2 separate regions of the Pan troglodytes genome follow, and region 2 is linked to region 1. A link is a contact called in public Hi-C data. All regions are on one chromosome and are shown on one strand. Each heading gives the region's core, a stretch centred on a gene start, on an enhancer-like site or on the middle of the called end of the contact. The rest is flanking DNA. Distances are from core to core; before and after follow the strand shown. Region 1 overlaps WSB2 (WD repeat and SOCS box containing 2). Region 2 holds the start of SUDS3 (SDS3 homolog, SIN3A corepressor complex component).

Region 1 (3,737 bases), core at 384-2,883:
TAGAAAAGGGATAGAGAATCAGCCCTGGCTGCAGGGCCTGCAGATTTGGTGGTGGTACCTTTCCCTCCCTCCGTTTGAGTCCTAAGCACTTTGCTTCTGCCCTAACCAGGCACTTCTTACTTTCCACAGGTCTTTCTATGGAGCATGAGGTCCTACACGTTAATTCGGAAGCTAGAGGGCCATCAAAGCAGTGTTGTCTCTTGTGACTTCTCCCCCGACTCTGCCCTGCTTGTCACGGCTTCTTACGATACCAATGTGATTATGTGGGACCCCTACACCGGCGAAAGGCTGAGGTCACTCCAGTAAGGACTGAATCCCTGCTATGACTTTTTTGTGGGGGGACTGATGAGGAACCTGCCTGGGATTAGACATGTCTCTTTTAGAATCTGGGACATGGGAGGGGACAAGCTGGATAAAAAGGCACAGTGGGTCTCTTTTTCTTTTGAGACAGAGTCTCGCTCTGTCACCCAGGCTGGAGTGCAGTGGCGCAATCTTGGATCACTGCAACCTCCACCTCCCGGGTTCAAGCGATTCTGCTGCCTGAGCCTCCCGAGTAGCTAGGACTACAAGCGTGCGCCACCAGGCCTGGCTAATTTTTGTATTTTTAGTAGAGATGGGATTTCACCATGTTGGCCAGGCTAGTCTCAAACTCCTGACCTCAGGTGATCCACCGCCTCAGTCTCCCAAACTGCTATTATAGGCATGAGCCACTGCGCCTGGCCTGGTTCATTGCTTCTTAGTGATGCCTTGTCAATTAAGCCCTCTCAAGTAGCTTTGAGTGTCTTCCAGTCTCCCGATTCAGGTGGCTGTGTGTACTTCTTCGGAATCAGCATTATGAAGCCTCAATATGACTCTTTATTTCCATTTACTAATAACTGTAGTAACAAGTTCAGAAAGAGCCTCTTATCGAAACTGTGCTTTCCAAAATGAGTTTCATGTTCTCACAAACTTGGTCTCCTTTTTCCTTTTGTGTCTGTTGTTTTATGAAGCAAATAATAGGCAGTCCTATAATTATCATGTATCTTAGCCTAAAAAAGACTTGCAGTTTCTACTGTGGCATTAAAGTGAGGGCTGACCTACTTTGCATAAGCAAATTAGCACAAGGAAGTGTTAGTAACCCTTCATCCACAGGACACCTGGAGCCTTCTGAGATACCCTTTTTTTTCCCAGTGTGCAAATCCCAAGCTTTTCCACGAGGGGCACACAATGCATCTCGAGCCCTTTTGTAGCCAGGGCAGTTTGGCTTCCTGCCTAGGGTGATGATGGAGGGTGGAGAGCAGCCATCACTCCAGGCCTGCCATCCTGTTTCTTTCCCAGCCACACCCAGGTTGACCCCGCCATGGATGACAGTGACGTCCACATTAGCTCACTGAGATCTGTGTGCTTCTCTCCGGAAGGCTTGTACCTTGCCACGGTGGCAGATGACAGGTAACGAAGAGAACTCTCTTTACATGGCCTCAGAACAAGTGCTTGCAAGTAATGGCAGCAAGGCCCTCTTGGTCTGGCCCTGGGTCAGCTAATATCCAGATGTTCTCTCTCCCCATCCAGACTCCTCAGGATCTGGGCCCTGGAACTGAAAACTCCCATTGCATTTGCTCCTATGACCAATGGGCTTTGCTGCACATTTTTTCCACATGGTGGAGTCATTGCCACAGGGTATGTATTAGCTGAACAGATGGGTGGTGCTTTCTGCTGAGTATACCATGGAGCTTTTTAAGGAAAGAAACCATCTAGAATTTTCTTGCCTATGAGGAAACCTTTAAGGCAATTCAAGATTATATAAAACTCAAATGATCGATTTTGCTAATAACGGTGTCCCATTTTCTCTGAATATTTAACCTAAATGTAATTAAAGATCTGTAAGTCATGCCACCTAATGGGCCAAGTTCACAAGGGAGAATAAAATTGAGATGATGCATAATATATGGGAAACGATTTAGGGCTAAAAGACCACTTTACAGGTAACATCTATAATTCAGTAGGTGGCACTCTTCCCCCTTATACTTTTGAACTAACTGTGGTCAGATTTAGAAAGGGCTGTGCCAAGAGAGAGCGCTTTGGTATCACAGGTGTCTTGAGTTTTTCTAATCCTATCAGCAGCTTTAATTATTCAGCACCACAACTTTTACATCCATTTCCACAGTCAGGGTTACATTTCACTCTCCGAAGTCTCCTGCTCTTTGCAGTCAAAACAGAAACATGAGTATTCATCCTCATGAAAACATGAACATCCAAGCTCTGTCTTAGCATCGGTTTCTGTTTCATTTCAGGACAAGAGATGGCCACGTCCAGTTCTGGACAGCTCCTAGGGTCCTGTCCTCACTGAAGCACTTATGCCGGAAAGCCCTTCGAAGTTTCCTAACAACTTACCAAGTCCTAGCACTGCCAATCCCCAAGAAAATGAAAGAGTTCCTCACATACAGGACTTTTTAAGCAACACCACATCTTGTGCTTCTTTGTAGCAGGGTAAATCGTCCTGTCAAAGGGAGTTGCTGGAATAATGGGCCAAACATCTGGTCTTGCATTGAAATAATAGCATTTCTTTGGGATTGTGAATAGAATGTAGCAAAACCAGATTCCAGTGTACTAGTCATGGATCTTTCTCTCCCTGGCATGTGAAAGTCAGTCTTAGAGGAAGAGATTCCACTTGCACGGCAACAGAGCCTTACGTTAAATCTTCAGTCCAGTTATGAACAGCAAGTGTTGAACTCTTTCTGCTCGTGTTGATTCAAAGTGCAGTTACTGATGTTGTTTTGATTATGCAACTAAGTAGGCCTCCAGAGCCTCTCTAGTGGCAGAGCAGCTCACACTCCCTCCGCTGGGAAGGATGGCTTCTGCCTAGTACCTATCCTTGTGTTTCTGATGCAGTGGTAGCATTGGTTCAAGTTCTCTCCTGCTGCGGTCAGAGTTGCTTCGATGTTGGCCAAGTGCTTTTCTTCTTGGGCTCCCTTCTGACCTGCAGGACAGTTTTCCTGGAGCCATTTGGTATGAGGTATTAATTTAGCTTAACTAAATTACAGGGGACTCGGAGGCCGTGCTCCTGACCGATCCAGACACTATTACTGGCTTTTTTTTTTTTTTAACAATGGTGTGCATGTGCAGGAAATGACAAATTTGTATGTCAGATTATACAAGGATGTATTCTTAAACCGCATGACTATTCAGATGGCTACTGAGTTATCAGTGGCCATTTATTAGCATCATATTTATTTGTATTTTCTCAACAGATGTTAAGGTACAACTGTGTTTTTCTCGATTATCTAAAAACCATAGTACTTAAATTGAACAGTTGCAAAGATGTCTTAATTGTGTAAAGAATTGGTGTAGTCATGACTTTAGCTGATACTCTTATGTACGAGATCTGTCTCTGCTGTTTAACTTCATTGGATTAATCAGCTGGTTTCAACTCTACTGCGAAACAAAAATAGCTCCTTAAAAGTACTGTTCTCCTTCAGTGGCATGTAGTTATCTAATCAAGACACCTCATTCAAACAAAACCTGCCTTAGGAAAATTTAATATATTTTAAATTATTTTAAAAGAAATACAACATCTTATTCTTTAGCTTTCTTAATCGGTGCTTTATGGAGGCCAGTGTAACGTTACATGACTCGTTGAGAAAGTTGAGGAATTTCCTCTACCACCTTTGTTGCTTGAAGAAAAACATGTCTTTTCAAAATGAGAGGCTTTCATTGAAGAAAAGAAAAAAAAAAACAGTTAAAAGCTTTTGGCTCTCTGT
Region 2 (3,737 bases), core at 397-2,896, 340 kb before region 1:
GACACAACTGAGCACTTGGGTTATGAAAACTTACCCCATTTTTTTCTGTCCAGATTGCCAGCTGCAGAACTAAAAAATGCTCTTTAGTGAAGGTGGACCTACTCAAAAAAATTCTCTTATGGCTTTAGTCTTACCCAACCTTTAGATTTATTTAATATGATTTTGGACAGTCGCTATACTCCTGTAAAAATCAAGTTCCCTCAAAACCAAGTTTTACCACCTTGAAATCTTTTTCTGTATCCCTTCTCAAAACGGTACTCAGCCACACCGCTCAGGAACTCGACTTGACTTGAAACGAAGCCCTGCCAGCCCCATTTCCACAACTTCTTTGCTTCCAGGCCTTCTCTGCCTACCCTAACACCCAAACTGAAACTTTAAAGGGGCACATCACTATTGGAATGGAGTGTGATTCTTTTTTTTTTCTTTTTCTTTTTTTCTTTTTTTGAGACAGAGTTTTGCTCTTTCACCCAGACTGGAGTGAAGTGATGCAATCTCGACTCACTGCAACCTCCGCCTCCGGGTTCAAGCGATTCTCCTGCCTCAGCCTTTCGAGTAGCTGGGATTACAGGTGGGTGCCACCATGCCCGGCTAATTTTTGTATTTTTCGTACAGACGGGATTTCACCATGTTGGCCAGGCAGGTCTGGAACCCTTGACCTCAGGTGATGAATGGCGTATGATTCTTAAAACACTAGAAGAAACATGTATACTGTTTAGAACACAAACACATTTTGTCAGCTGGAGTTAAAAAGTTAACAATCGAGGGTTCTCTGAGAACTAAGGCCTGTATACATCTGACAAAACTTAGGATCAAAATGTGTTCCTGAAACGAAACAATTTCTTCATAAAATGCTAAATTCTAAAGTCCATAAACTTACTTTTGGGGTTAAGAGTAAGGAAAGCAGTTTTGTTTCCGGTGTTGATTTGATCAGCATATCCAGTTTCTCAAAAATAACACAAATGGGTCTTAGTAGCAGGATGCACTTTCACCCCTGGCAGGCACTATCCTTTAGCGTGGATCAAGAGGAGTCTCTGATTATCACATGTTAAACTTGGGTCAAAGCTCGTTATCCTTTGGCCACACGTTCACATAGAATCATTAAAACCTGTGGCCCTGGAAAAAGGTTATATTGAATAGGTTTGCTGAAACCTTGTTAAGCTAACAAGGTAGGTAGGTTCCCCTACCACAGTCTTCCTACTGTCATAAAAACTTACAAACTGAAAATTTCTAAAGCTTTGCCCTTGCACCTATCAAAATGTGCCCCGCATTGAACGCTTAGTTGGGCAAAGTATGCACCTAGTACTGTATATAGATTTTTTTTCCCCCAACGGTATCAAACTGACGGCTGCTGAACTCAATTCAAGGAGAAGCAACTCCCTTGCAAGAGATTTTAAAAAGAAATGGTTTAAATCCAGGAAATTTTTACAAATCCTGGGCAAATAAATGCTATATTAGTTCATGGCAGAATTACTAAGAAAGCTGTGCAAGGTCTAGCGAGAGACTGGGGTCCTCCCCAAAGGCTCTAACATGGTGGTCCCTGGGAATCTCCCAAGAAAAGTAAAGGCGTGGGGAGAAGCGCCATGAACTTTGACCGGAGAGCAGCACAAACAAAACTGACCGCACCCCAGGCGGGCCCGTAGGTTACTAAAGTTGCAAGGTCTTCCGCGTCTGAGGAGACCCCGCCCTGCCCTGTCCCGCCCATCGACAACTCCGCCAATCCTCGGGTTCCATCGACCGCTCGGCTTCCCAGGCTCCATCAATCAAATACCTATATACGGCCCCGGCCCTGTGCCCCGCGATCAGGGAAGGTCAGTAGAGAGCCTATTGGAGCCGAGCTTGGGGCGTGGTCCGGGGCAGGGGGCGGGCGGACTGAGACGGTGGGGCGGGGCGTGCTCGGCGCAGTCCGGTGCGATTGGCCACCCCTGGCAGGAGCCGCACCTCGGACAGCAGCAGCGGCGGCGGCCGCGGGAGGGTCCTTGTGGCGCCGGGCGGCGGGGTCCTGCGTGGAGAGTGGGACGCAACGCCGAGACCGCGAGCAGAGGCTGCGCACAGCCGGATCCGGCACTCAGCGACCGGACCCAAGGATCCGCCGGGGAACAAGCCACAGGAGAGCGACTCAGGAACAAGTGTGGGAGAGGAAGCGGCGGCGGCGGCGCCGGGCCCGGGGGTGGTGACAGCAGGTCTGAGGTGAGAGCACCGGGGCGCGGGGCATGACAGTGGGAGCCGAGGCGGCGGGACCCCAGGCAGAGTGAGGGGAGTTGCAGGAGCGGGCTCGACAGTGCAGACTGTGGAGAGGAGACCCCGGGAGGGACTGGGACAGCGGGTGAGGAGAGGGGACTCCGAGAGGGACCGAGGCAGTGGCTCTGAGTGGAGAGGACTCCGAGAGGGTCCAAGACTGAAAGTCTGAGGGGAGGGGTCTCCAAGAGGGGCCGGGACAGTGCGCGTGAGAGGAAGGGACCCGGAGAGGGGCTGGGGTAGTGGGGTGAGGGGTGGGTGCCTCATGAGGCACTAGGATAGGGGGATGAGGGGAGGGGGTCCCCTGAAGGACCAGGTCCCAGAAAAGATCAGGGACAGCGGGGAGAGGGGAAGGGTCCCCGAGAGGGGCCGGCACTGAGAGTCTGAGAGATGGGGACCCCGAGAGGGGCTGGGACAGCACCCGGGGAGAGGAGACCCCGAGGTGAGGGGAGGGGACCCAGAGAGGATCCAGGACAGAGTAAAGAGAGGGGACCGGTCAGGGGATGTGAAGACAGGGGATCCCCAGAGGGCTTAGAACAGAGTGTGAGAAGACCCCAGGAAGGGCCAAGACAGTGGGAGAAGAGGAGGGGTCCCGGAAGGGGGCTGGGCTGAGACAGCGGAGCTGAGAGCAGGACACCTAGAGAGAGGCCGGGACAGCGGGTGGGAGCAGGGTGACCCCGAGAGGGGCCAGGACAGCGGGGTGAGGGGAGGGGACCCCCAGAGGGCTCGGGACAGCGCATGCGAGCGTGGGACTCCGAGAGGGGCTTTGAGCGTCGGGTGCAGGCGCGGACCCTGAGGGAGGAGCGGTGCTTCATGGGTGCGGGTCGAGCCCCCAGTCACATAGCGGGGGCCCGGCGTGAGCAGCGAGGGAGCGGGCGGGGGGTCGCGCCCGCTGAGTTGCGGGAGCCCCCCCAAGAACGGCTGCGGCGGGGAGCCTGGGTCGCAGTCGCGGCGTCGGGCAAATAGGAACCGGCTGCAGCGCAGACGAGTGGAGCGGGGAGGTGCTCCCAGGGTCTGGCATCAGCGACCTCCCTGAGGGTGGAGTGTGAGCCCCCAGGACTCCGGGGGGACTCCGGAGCCGGATTATGTAATGAAACATCTCCGAAGTGAAACGCATGGGCTGGAGGAGCTGGAGGGGCTGGTGGGGCTGGCTGCAGGACAAAGATCTTGGAATGATCAAGAGACCTGCGCGGCCTGACCTCTTCTCACTGGCCCGCTGGCTTCGCATTCGTTCCTTAGAGTCTGATGTGGATGTCTTGAAAGCGAGGGGCTTCCTGATCTTAATGAAAAGGTCAGGTGAAAAGTTGGAAGGGGCTTCTTCAAACCTCCCCCACTTCCCCCTCCACAAGAAGTTGAAAGGGACAGGGATCCTTTTGGAGATCCGTGTTTTAGATTAATAAGAATATTTCTTTGATAGACCCTTGTGTTTTCCTGGACTACTGGTTTTTCATTTTAGCTCAAGGAGCTAAGAAACTTTTTTAGATTTGGCAGCATATCAGTAT

The links. A called contact is a pair of places that touch in the nucleus more often than the background predicts.
Region 2: a contact with region 1 is called in a Hi-C map of stem cell-derived neural progenitor cells, with 2.3 times the contacts expected there. The contact joins the promoter of SUDS3 here to the enhancer-like site in region 1.

What each region holds. Positions count from the first base shown.
Region 1 is chr10:124,836,662-124,840,398 of NHGRI_mPanTro3-v2.0_pri, reverse strand. It overlaps WSB2 (WD repeat and SOCS box containing 2), which reads left to right. Exons shown (of 9, transcript XM_016924334.4): 6 at 130-302; 7 at 1,318-1,428; 8 at 1,549-1,656; 9 at 2,271-3,724. The coding sequence ends at 2,433. It overlaps RFC5 (replication factor C subunit 5), which reads right to left. Exons shown (of 13, transcript XR_010147794.1): 13 at 3,500-3,684. Among named protein-coding and RNA genes, the nearest start is that of RFC5, 18 kb to the right of the region's middle. Within about 2 kb of position 1,633, at least 9 of the 24 cell types and tissues checked have an H3K27ac peak or open chromatin away from gene starts, as enhancers often do. A contact at or near this core is called in stem cell-derived neural progenitor cells, where this site is marked.
Region 2 is chr10:125,175,910-125,179,646 of NHGRI_mPanTro3-v2.0_pri, reverse strand. It overlaps SUDS3 (SDS3 homolog, SIN3A corepressor complex component), which reads right to left and starts at 1,646. Exons shown (of 13, transcript XM_063785066.1): 1 at 878-1,646. TAOK3 (TAO kinase 3) reads left to right here and starts at 1,872. Exons shown (of 21, transcript XM_016924344.4): 1 at 1,872-2,187. LOC134807409 (a long non-coding RNA gene) reads left to right here. Exons shown (of 3, transcript XR_010147798.1): 3 at 452-568.